3 separate regions of the Sus scrofa genome follow, and regions 1 and 2 are each linked to region 3. Evidence: chromatin contacts called from public Hi-C and HiChIP or PLAC-seq data. All regions are on one chromosome and are shown on one strand. The core of a region is the stretch at or near the end of the contact, and the rest is flanking DNA. Distances in the headings are between cores, read along the strand shown.

Evidence for each region. Hi-C and Micro-C count contacts between places; a contact is called where the count stands out from the background. HiChIP or PLAC-seq counts read pairs in DNA pulled down with a chosen protein or histone mark.
Region 1: a contact with region 3 is called in an H3K27ac HiChIP or PLAC-seq map of skeletal muscle, with 2.0 times the contacts expected there. The contact joins the promoter of MAPK9 here to the promoter of CNOT6 in region 3. A contact is called at or near these places in 2 of 2 datasets of contacts at active chromatin or transcription factors (alveolar macrophages and skeletal muscle).
Region 2: a contact with region 3 is called in a Hi-C map of embryonic fibroblasts, with 2.3 times the contacts expected there. The contact joins the promoter of RASGEF1C here to the promoter of CNOT6 in region 3. A contact is called at or near these places in 1 of 5 promoter capture datasets (fetal skeletal muscle), 5 of 47 Hi-C or Micro-C datasets (alveolar macrophages, embryonic fibroblasts, fibroblasts and 1 more) and 1 of 2 datasets of contacts at active chromatin or transcription factors (skeletal muscle).

Annotation. Positions count from the first base shown.
Region 1 is chr2:78,337,124-78,339,823 of Sscrofa11.1, forward strand. It overlaps MAPK9 (mitogen-activated protein kinase 9), which reads left to right and starts at 1,343. Exons shown (of 12, transcript XM_005661441.3): 1 at 1,343-1,500.
Region 2 is chr2:78,413,470-78,416,169 of Sscrofa11.1, forward strand. RASGEF1C (ras-GEF domain-containing family member 1C) reads left to right here and starts at 1,392. Exons shown (of 14, transcript XM_021084319.1): 1 at 1,392-1,491.
Region 3 is chr2:78,201,090-78,203,789 of Sscrofa11.1, forward strand. CNOT6 (CCR4-NOT transcription complex subunit 6) reads right to left here and starts at 1,424. Exons shown (of 12, transcript XM_013994856.2): 1 at 1,022-1,424.

The DNA of each region.
Region 1 (2,700 bases), core at 93-2,592, 140 kb after region 3:
TGCTATACTCAGTATCCAAAGTGGGAGTGGCCTGAGGGGGACACCATAGCTGGATCCCTTCCTCCATCCTACCCCTCTTCTGAGGCCCTGGTACCCCCAGCCTGGCCCTGGGTCACAGGCTTGCCACTCTCTCCAAATTCTGCCACCCCACCCCTTAACCTCTTCCACTGCAGAATCCTGCTCCTTCCTCCCGGTTTGGCCTCTGTCCTGGTCACCTGTAGTCCTGGTCACCTGTGAGGGCTGTCCCTCCTTCACAGTCCAACACTCTCCCCACCCCAAAGTCCAATTCCCCTCACCCCATCCACGGACCTCTGAGCTTTTTTCCAATGTGCACAGCCTTCTTGTCTCATTTCTGGCTTTGTTTATCCAAACACAGATCCAACAACACTCAATACTCTGGTCTCTCCCATCATTTCACAGGACTCCAGACCTGCTGGAACCCGACCCAGAGGCAAGAGGGCTGCAGGAGATGCTTCAAGAGGTCAGTGTCAAAAGCCCCCAGGCCCTAGGGGGCCGTCAGCTCTGCACTCTCTTCCCATTTACAACTCTGCCATTCTCTGAGACAGAGGCTTGACCTTTGCTTCAGGCGCCCCAGCCAGTTTTCTCTTCGCCTGTGTCACAGATCTGCCCGCGACACTTGTTTACACACGGCCGTCTCCTCGCATCCTCCTCCCCGACTTCTGGAAGCATTCCTCCAAACCCCTTCACAGTGAGCAGCGGAATCCAAGGACCCTATCTCGCCTCCCGACTCCCTGGCCGCCTCTGCCTCAGCCACCTGGCCCTGGATGCAAAATCCCAGCTTCTCCTCGCCCTCGCCCCGGGCTCTCCCCGAAGAGGGCTCTCCCCGAAAAGGGCCAGCTCCGTCTTCCTCCAGGCCAACTCGTCCCTGCCAGTCTGCACCTGCAGCCCGGTGGCCAGGCCCTCCGTCCTACCGGCCTGCCCTCTCCACCGCCTCCCGCCTCCTTGTTCGGCCGCCGCGCTGCTGGCCCCCGTGCGCAACAACGAACTCAGCTGGCGCGCAGGGCCGTGCCTGAGTCCACCAAGCGCGGACCCAACCTGCAGTACGGCCGCGGAGCCCGGGTCCCCGCAGAAACCGGCACTGAGTGGCCTGGCTCCGCCCGCCGCCCCGCCTGCGCCTCCTGACGGTAGCCCCCCCTCCTCAGCGCGATTGGCCGCGCTTGCCAGGCTTACCGCGAGCTGATTGGTCTTCACGCGGGTCTGTCAGGCTGGGCGCCGCGGCGGCGGCAGCGGCGGCGGCGGAGGAGGCTGGAGCCAGACCGGAAGGGTCCGAGCGCCCCGGCGCCCCTCACACCCACTGCGGCGGCGGCTAGTGGCGGCGGCGGCGGCGGCGGCGGCGGCGTGGCGGAGCGGAGCGGGGCGGGGCGGCTGGCCGAGCCCAGGGCAGCGGAGCCGCGAGCCGCGAGCCACGACCCGCCAGCGCGCAGCGCCGCCAGTCCGCCCGCCTGCCCTCTCCCCCAGGCGCGGCGGCAGGGAGGCGAGGTGAGCCCGGCGGGCGGGCTAGGCCCGGCGGGGACTGCTTGGGCCAAGCCCTGCCTGGGGGGGGCGGCAGGAGGGCCGCGCAGCCAGGGTCCGTGGAGGAGTGGAGGGCGGGGTGGGGAGTTGGGTGTCGCGGGGCCGGCTGACCAGTTCTGAGGAGCCAACCGGGTTCTGCTGGATTCTGGCGACCCTAGTCGCAGCCCCCTGTCTTCCTGGCTGTTGCAGCCGGGAGCTGAGGGCCCGCTCCCAGGTCTGGCCTCGGCCGACCTGCCTTAGGGTCTGTAGGCGCCACCCCTCCCGATTGTTTGGCACGCAGCTGCACACCCGCTTTGGGATGCTCAGAACCCGGGGTCTGGTTCCTGCGACCTTGGCAAAGGCATTGACCCTCGCTATTCCTTGTTTTTTCTCTCGGAAAGTGGGGGAAATGTCTATCCTTTTGGACAGGATTGTTGTCAGACCATATGAATATTTGTAAAAGCGCCTGGGGAAGAGCTCATTGCACATTTGGGGAAAATTGGGCGGGATACTGCCCCTTGCTGGTGCGAGTGTGGCAAGACCCCCCCCCCCCCCGCCCCTTCTGCCCAGAGGCCCCCATCCTCTAGCTCCTCCAGTGCCTCGTCATTGCACACTCATGCCCAGCAACGCCTGAGCGGGCCCTGCCCACCCCCCCCCCAGCTCTCCCCACTCCCCTAACCCAGAGCACTGCTCTCTTAGCCTACCTGTCTTACTTGCTGTAAACAGGCAGCCCTGTTTATCTCAGGACCTTTGCACTGGCTCTTTCCAGCAATTGGCGTTGTCTCTGGGCTCTTGGCACGGCTGGCTCCTTCTGGTCCTTCTTCTGGTCAGATGTCTCATTTTACTAGAGGCCTTCCTTGACCACCCTCTTTCTTCCCTTAGTCATTCTATCTCATGTTGTTTAATTTTCCCCTTAGTATCTGGTTTAAAGCTATTCTATTGATTTGCCTGTTTATTTTCTGTCTCTCCCACTAGGATGTAGCTTTATGAAAACAGGTAGTTGTCTGATTTGTCCACTGCTTTATCCCAGTGCTTAGAAAGCACACAGTAAGTACTTAGTAATACCAGTTCAATGAATGAATGAATGACCCTGCCCACCTGTTGCCTCTGTTCATTTAGTGACTTCTGACTAACTTGTGAAACTTGTATGCAAATGGAAGCTTGCTCTCGTTTTTGTGGAACATTTTT
Region 2 (2,700 bases), core at 142-2,641, 210 kb after region 3:
TCACCACAGCCTGACCCTTGGCATTTGTCTCAGACATGCCCTTCACTGTGAATAGCCTCTGGCCCTGGCCCTGTCCCAAGGTTCCACTGCCTTCCTGTCCAATGTGCCACCCACTAGCCCAATGTGCCCCAGGCAGATGCTTGCTCCAGGCCTCAGTTTCCCAACAGTGCAAGATATGAGCTGGACTCTTGCTGTTTTATTTGTTCAATCCTCTGGAAACATCCCTTGGGGCATACTAGAGCAGCACCCTCCTCTCTCCTCAGGGTTGGCACAAGGGCTAACTTCATCCCCTGCTCCAGGAGGCAACATCTAGACCTGTAACCCTCATTCTCCAGGTCTGTGGAAATGACCTGAGCTGGCCTCCTCAGAGCCTGTGTGGCAGCTCTGGGCTCTCTCGGATCTATCAGTCAGGAGTGCTCTTTCTGAGGGTGTCAACTCAGGGCAGCTGGGGGTCTGAGAGATGGGAGAAGTGGATTCCTATTCATAATGTTTAAGCACCTGGATCTAACTATTCCTGAAAGCAACATACTTTGGCTTTTAAGCCTTCATGAGCCAATAAATTATTTTTGCTTAAGCTAGTTGGGTTGGGTAACCTGTCACATCCCCTCAAAGCAGGTCCTGACTGAAACAGAGAACAGATGTCCTGATCTCTACACTGGAACAAACCAGGAGACTTTCAATGTCCAGGTGGAGCCAGCTGAGGAAGGTCACCCATCCTGTTCGGGCCCCCTCGCCCATTCTAAAAGTGAAATAGCACACTCTTTTCCTCCTAGCATCTCAGTGTCTTCACAATGGTGACCCACCATCCCAGTCTTCTATGCCCCCTTGATGCCCACGTTGTACACACCAGACACCGGGGCACAGGAAAACCACAGTTCAGTGGCCATTGCAGAAGGAGGAGAGTCCAAAGGAGCGGCCAAGGGCCCAGCCTTGGGGAAAAAGAGATGAACCAGGTTTTAGGGTGCCAGAGGTTTTCCAGGCGAAGGAGTCGGGGCGGCGGGGGTGGGGGGCAGTTCAGGTGCAGAGTCCAGCAAGATCCATGGGTGAGGGAGGCGGGATCTGGGCATCTGATGCTTGTAGTGAGCCCCCCTGCACGGGGGTGGGAAGCGAGCCACAGCGGAGGGTCCGGAATGCAGCGCTGGACGTGTGGCCTTGACCCTGAGGCCTGCAGTAGAGCAGCCTGGTGAGCCGGGCCCCCTCGGGCATGGGAGGCCACAGGAGGGAGTGGGAAGGGGGCCCGCGCAGCCCGGGCTCCGTCAGCTCCACCCCGCGCCCCGCCCGCCCTGTGCTTCCCCGTATGGCCACGAGGGGGCGCAGCACCTCGCTGCTCCGGGACCGGCCGCCAGCGCACGGCCGCTGCGCCCGGGAGCGGCGCAGGCGGCAGGCTGCGGGCGGCGGGCAGCGGCCCGAGTCCGCGGCGCCGCGGCTCGCAGGGGGCGCGGCAGGCGCTGCCCATGGGCCGGGCCCGGGGGTTCTGTGCGCCGGGAGCCGGTGAGTGGGGGCGCGGCCGGGCGGGACACGGACGCTGCGGACCAGGGAGCTGGGGAGGGGGCTGCTGCGGCGGCGGCGGCGGCGGCGGGGCGCGAGTACTAGGGAGGTCGCGACGCTGAGGTGCGGGGCGGCAAGGCGGGCAGGACAGCGGGTGTCCGGGCCGCTCCGCGGGGACGCGCGGGGCTGACCCAGGGCACAGGTGCGCGCGCGGGTGACAGTGCGCGTGGCCGGCCGGCGGCGGGGCGGGAAGCCGCGGTGCGCCGGAGTGCGGGGCCGGAGAGGCTGAGGTGGTGGACGGCGGGAGGGACAGCGGGAGGGGCGGCGGGGCGCGCGAGAGTGTGCACTACGAGGGGCGCGGGTGCGTACGCCGGGGTGGCGGCCGGGAGGGGACCCGCGGAGGGCACACCCCCCGGCCGCGGTTGCGAGAGACCTGCTCTGCCGCGCGCGCGCGCGCGCGCTCAGCAGAAGAGCAAGCTTCTTCAGCGCTCGGGTGGCAGGAAAAGCCAGCCTGGACCCTAGGCCTCCTCCGCGCTAGACCTCAGTTTCCAGAGCTGTGAAATGGGAACAGCAAGGCTGAGGTGCTGGGCGCTTGTGAAGAAAGGAAAGGGCCTTGGTCGTGGGGGAAGAGGGTGTTGTCTCTGAAGCTGGGATGGGTCTGAGGAAAGGATCAGGGAGCCTGCAGGGATGGTGGGTCAGCTCCAGGTTCCGGGTGTGGCCCTTACTCAATGACGGTGGGCAGGGCCAGGGGACCCGTAGGCCACTCCTCTCTGTGTTCAGGTGGAGAAAGGGAGACCTAGAGGGGAGGAGGAGAGGGGATGCTCCCGGCCCTGCCCCATGCTCAGCGTGGGGAGTAGTGTGGAAAAGACAAGGCAGCATGGGGTGGTGGAGAGGCTCACCCCTGCCCCCTCCCTCCTGCCTCCTGGGCCCCCAAGGCTGACATTCTGCTGAGCTTCGGATGTCAGAGAAGATTTTCCTACGGTGCAGGTGCTTTGTCCCATCTTACAGTTGAAGTAACTGAGGCTTAGAAAAGTGACAGGATTTGTTCAAGGTCTTAGGACCATGAAGTGGCAAAGCGGGGTTTCAGCCTTGGTAGGACTGGTTCAAAAGCCATATTCCAGCCACTGTTCCAGGTAACCAGGGTAGGCCTGGGTTTGTCTGCTCACTTGTCTAGAGCATCCATTGAGCTCCTACTGTGTGCTCCGGGCCCCC
Region 3 (2,700 bases), core at 174-2,673:
ACATAGCTCCTATACCCTACAAAACTGCTTAGGGATGGTAAATTCTAGCATAAAACAAAGTGCTAGTAAATGTCATTTTATTTTTCACTTGTTCATATTTTCTCTTCCTCTCCAAAATTAAAATCCCCAGGCACAAAGAGGCAAAAAGATTCCACACTAGCACTAATGGGACAATCCATGTGGAAAACAGGTAAGTATGGGAATTCATATTCAAGGAGACTAAATGTCAGCTTAACACAAGAAGTCCAAAAAGAACAAGCAAGATGACCATTCACAATCTGTAATTTGCAGTAACAGTTCAAGAAAAAGTTACAAGTGTTCATCAGCAGGCTCTTTGGGGAAGATGAAGGAGGAAAAGAGCCAAAGGTTTCCAAAGAAAATAATGATTTAGAAATAAATAGGAGAGATATGATTCTAGTTATCAGAAAAGACTGTTTCAAGTACTTAAAACCATCTCTGAGTCCTCAGCAGTATTATATGTCTTTTCATCTGGTTCTAAGTTCTTCTTTAACCATGTCATTCCTACCCCTCAAAATTTTTTCCTCAAACTGAGTTTTAAATATATTTGGGGGAGGAGTAAACAGTTGGTTTCCCGCTTTACCCTAACTGCGAAGTTCCACACTCCACCGCGCAATCCCACATAGCCCACTTCTCCAAAGTTGCCACCCATCCTGGCCGAGAGTCCTGGACACCAAGTCTCCTCCTAGAACGACCACAATCAGAGTCTAGGCCCAGGGAATCCCCCAACCTCGGCGCCCCCTGCGCGCCCCCGCCGTCAATCAACGCCCCCACTCCCCTACTCTGCGCGGGGGCGCGGCCTGAAGAGGCGTGGGATCGCAACAGCTGCGCGTCTAGGGACCCCCAACAGCCGCCAGCTCCTCCAAGCTGCAGGCCTGTTGCCCGCAAAACTCAAGTTCCTATGGCCCGAGCCCCCCGCGCTCCAGTCCTACCGAGCGGGGCCCGTGCGCTATCCGTGTGCAGGGAGCAGCGCCTGGCCGGGCCTCGGGTGCGTCTCGCTCACCTCTTGGGGTGCGCCGCCTTCCTCCGCCGCTGCCGCCGCCTCCTCCCTATGAGTGCAGCGGGGTCTGACCTGTGGAACCACCATACCAGTCCCGCCCGCTGCTGCAGCGCCGCCGCCGCCGCCGCTCTTCTGCCGCCTCAGTCGCCGCTCTTTGTTTCCCCTCTGAAATCCACCGCTTAAGCCGCCCGCCTCAGCCGCCCTGACGGGTCGCCACTACGCCCTCCGGCCTCCCAGCCTCCGGCCTCGCCCGCCTAACTGCGCCCACCGCTGTCTTCGCCTCCGCGCCGCCGACGTCGCCGCCACCGACGCCGCCGCCTCCTCCTCCGCGCCCCCCTAGTTTTCATTGAAAGCAAACAAGATCATGGCGGCGGCCGCCGTCCCCCAGCCAGCGAGCGCCCGGACCGCCGCCGCCGCTCCAACATCCCGGCCGCCCATTGGCTGCTGCCGCCGGGTGCGACCATTCAGCGTCCGGGGAGGTCTCTCTCCGCACGCCGCTTTCCTAGGCCCCGCCCGCTCGTGCCCCCCATACCCCTCCCCCCGCCACTGGAAGCAGTGAGCCGACCCAGCGCGCTTTGGGGCGGGCCTCCCTCTCCCCTTCCCGCTCTCCTACGGATTTCCTGCCTGGTAGCGCCTGATTTCTTAAGGCTCCTCCGTTTTTCAGCTAGGTTTTTTTTTTGTTTGTTTGTTTGTTTGTTTGTTTTTTTTCCCTCCAGCTGTTCACTCTTGTTCCTCTCTTCCCTCTTTTTTCTTGGTCTACGACTCTTCGTTTCGCCTGTCAGTCACATGGAAAACAAGGACAAGCTGATTCGAGACTTCAGTGGTAAACTGTTGCATGATTCTTCCTCCCTCAGCTATGCAGAGAAAACTAATTAGTGGCCTGTTTCAGGCCATTCATGATTACTCAGTCCAGTAAATCGAGGGACAGTTCCGGTGGTGGGATCCTAGCTTGGAGTAAAGTCTGCAGCTGTATTCGGAAATCAGGTGGTGATTGAAAATGAAAGGATAAAGGACTGGGCTGATCGATGGTGCACATTAGTTGGCTGGTGGTCCAGGCTCTGTGCTGGGGCCAGGGCAAAGCGATAAATCAGGCTCTAGCCTGCTCTGAGTAAGCGCACAGCTTAGGGTCAAGACTGTTTTGTTTTGCTTTTCTTTTTACAGCTGCACCAGCAGCATATGAAAGTTCCTAGGCTAGGGGTCAACCCACCTGAGCCACAGCCACATCAAAGCCAGATCCTAGCCAAGTCCACAACCCACACCGCAGTTCACCGCGATGTCAGATCCCAGGGATCCAACCCACATCCCCATGGATACTAGTCAAGATTGTTACCACAATGGAAATTCTTGGGCAAGACTGTTAAAACCTACTAGAGATGCATGTGGACGGGCAGGGCAGTGAGGAGAAAGGAATAGCTGTCTACTCACCATGGCAAACTAGGATGAGCCCCTGGCTCCTTCCTGGAAAATCAGCTCCGAAGAAATGAGAGGCAAATGGATTTCAGCAACAAAATGAGACACACACACACACCCCCAGCTGTCTTGGACTAGAGGATGTGGGAAATGGATGGCTTCTGTTGGGGCAGAGAAGAGCTGGAAGGGCAAGGAAAAGATTAAGAGACAAAAACTGTTTGAGTTCTATGCTTGCTTCTCCCCAGCATGGCCTTGGAATGGTCATTGCCTGC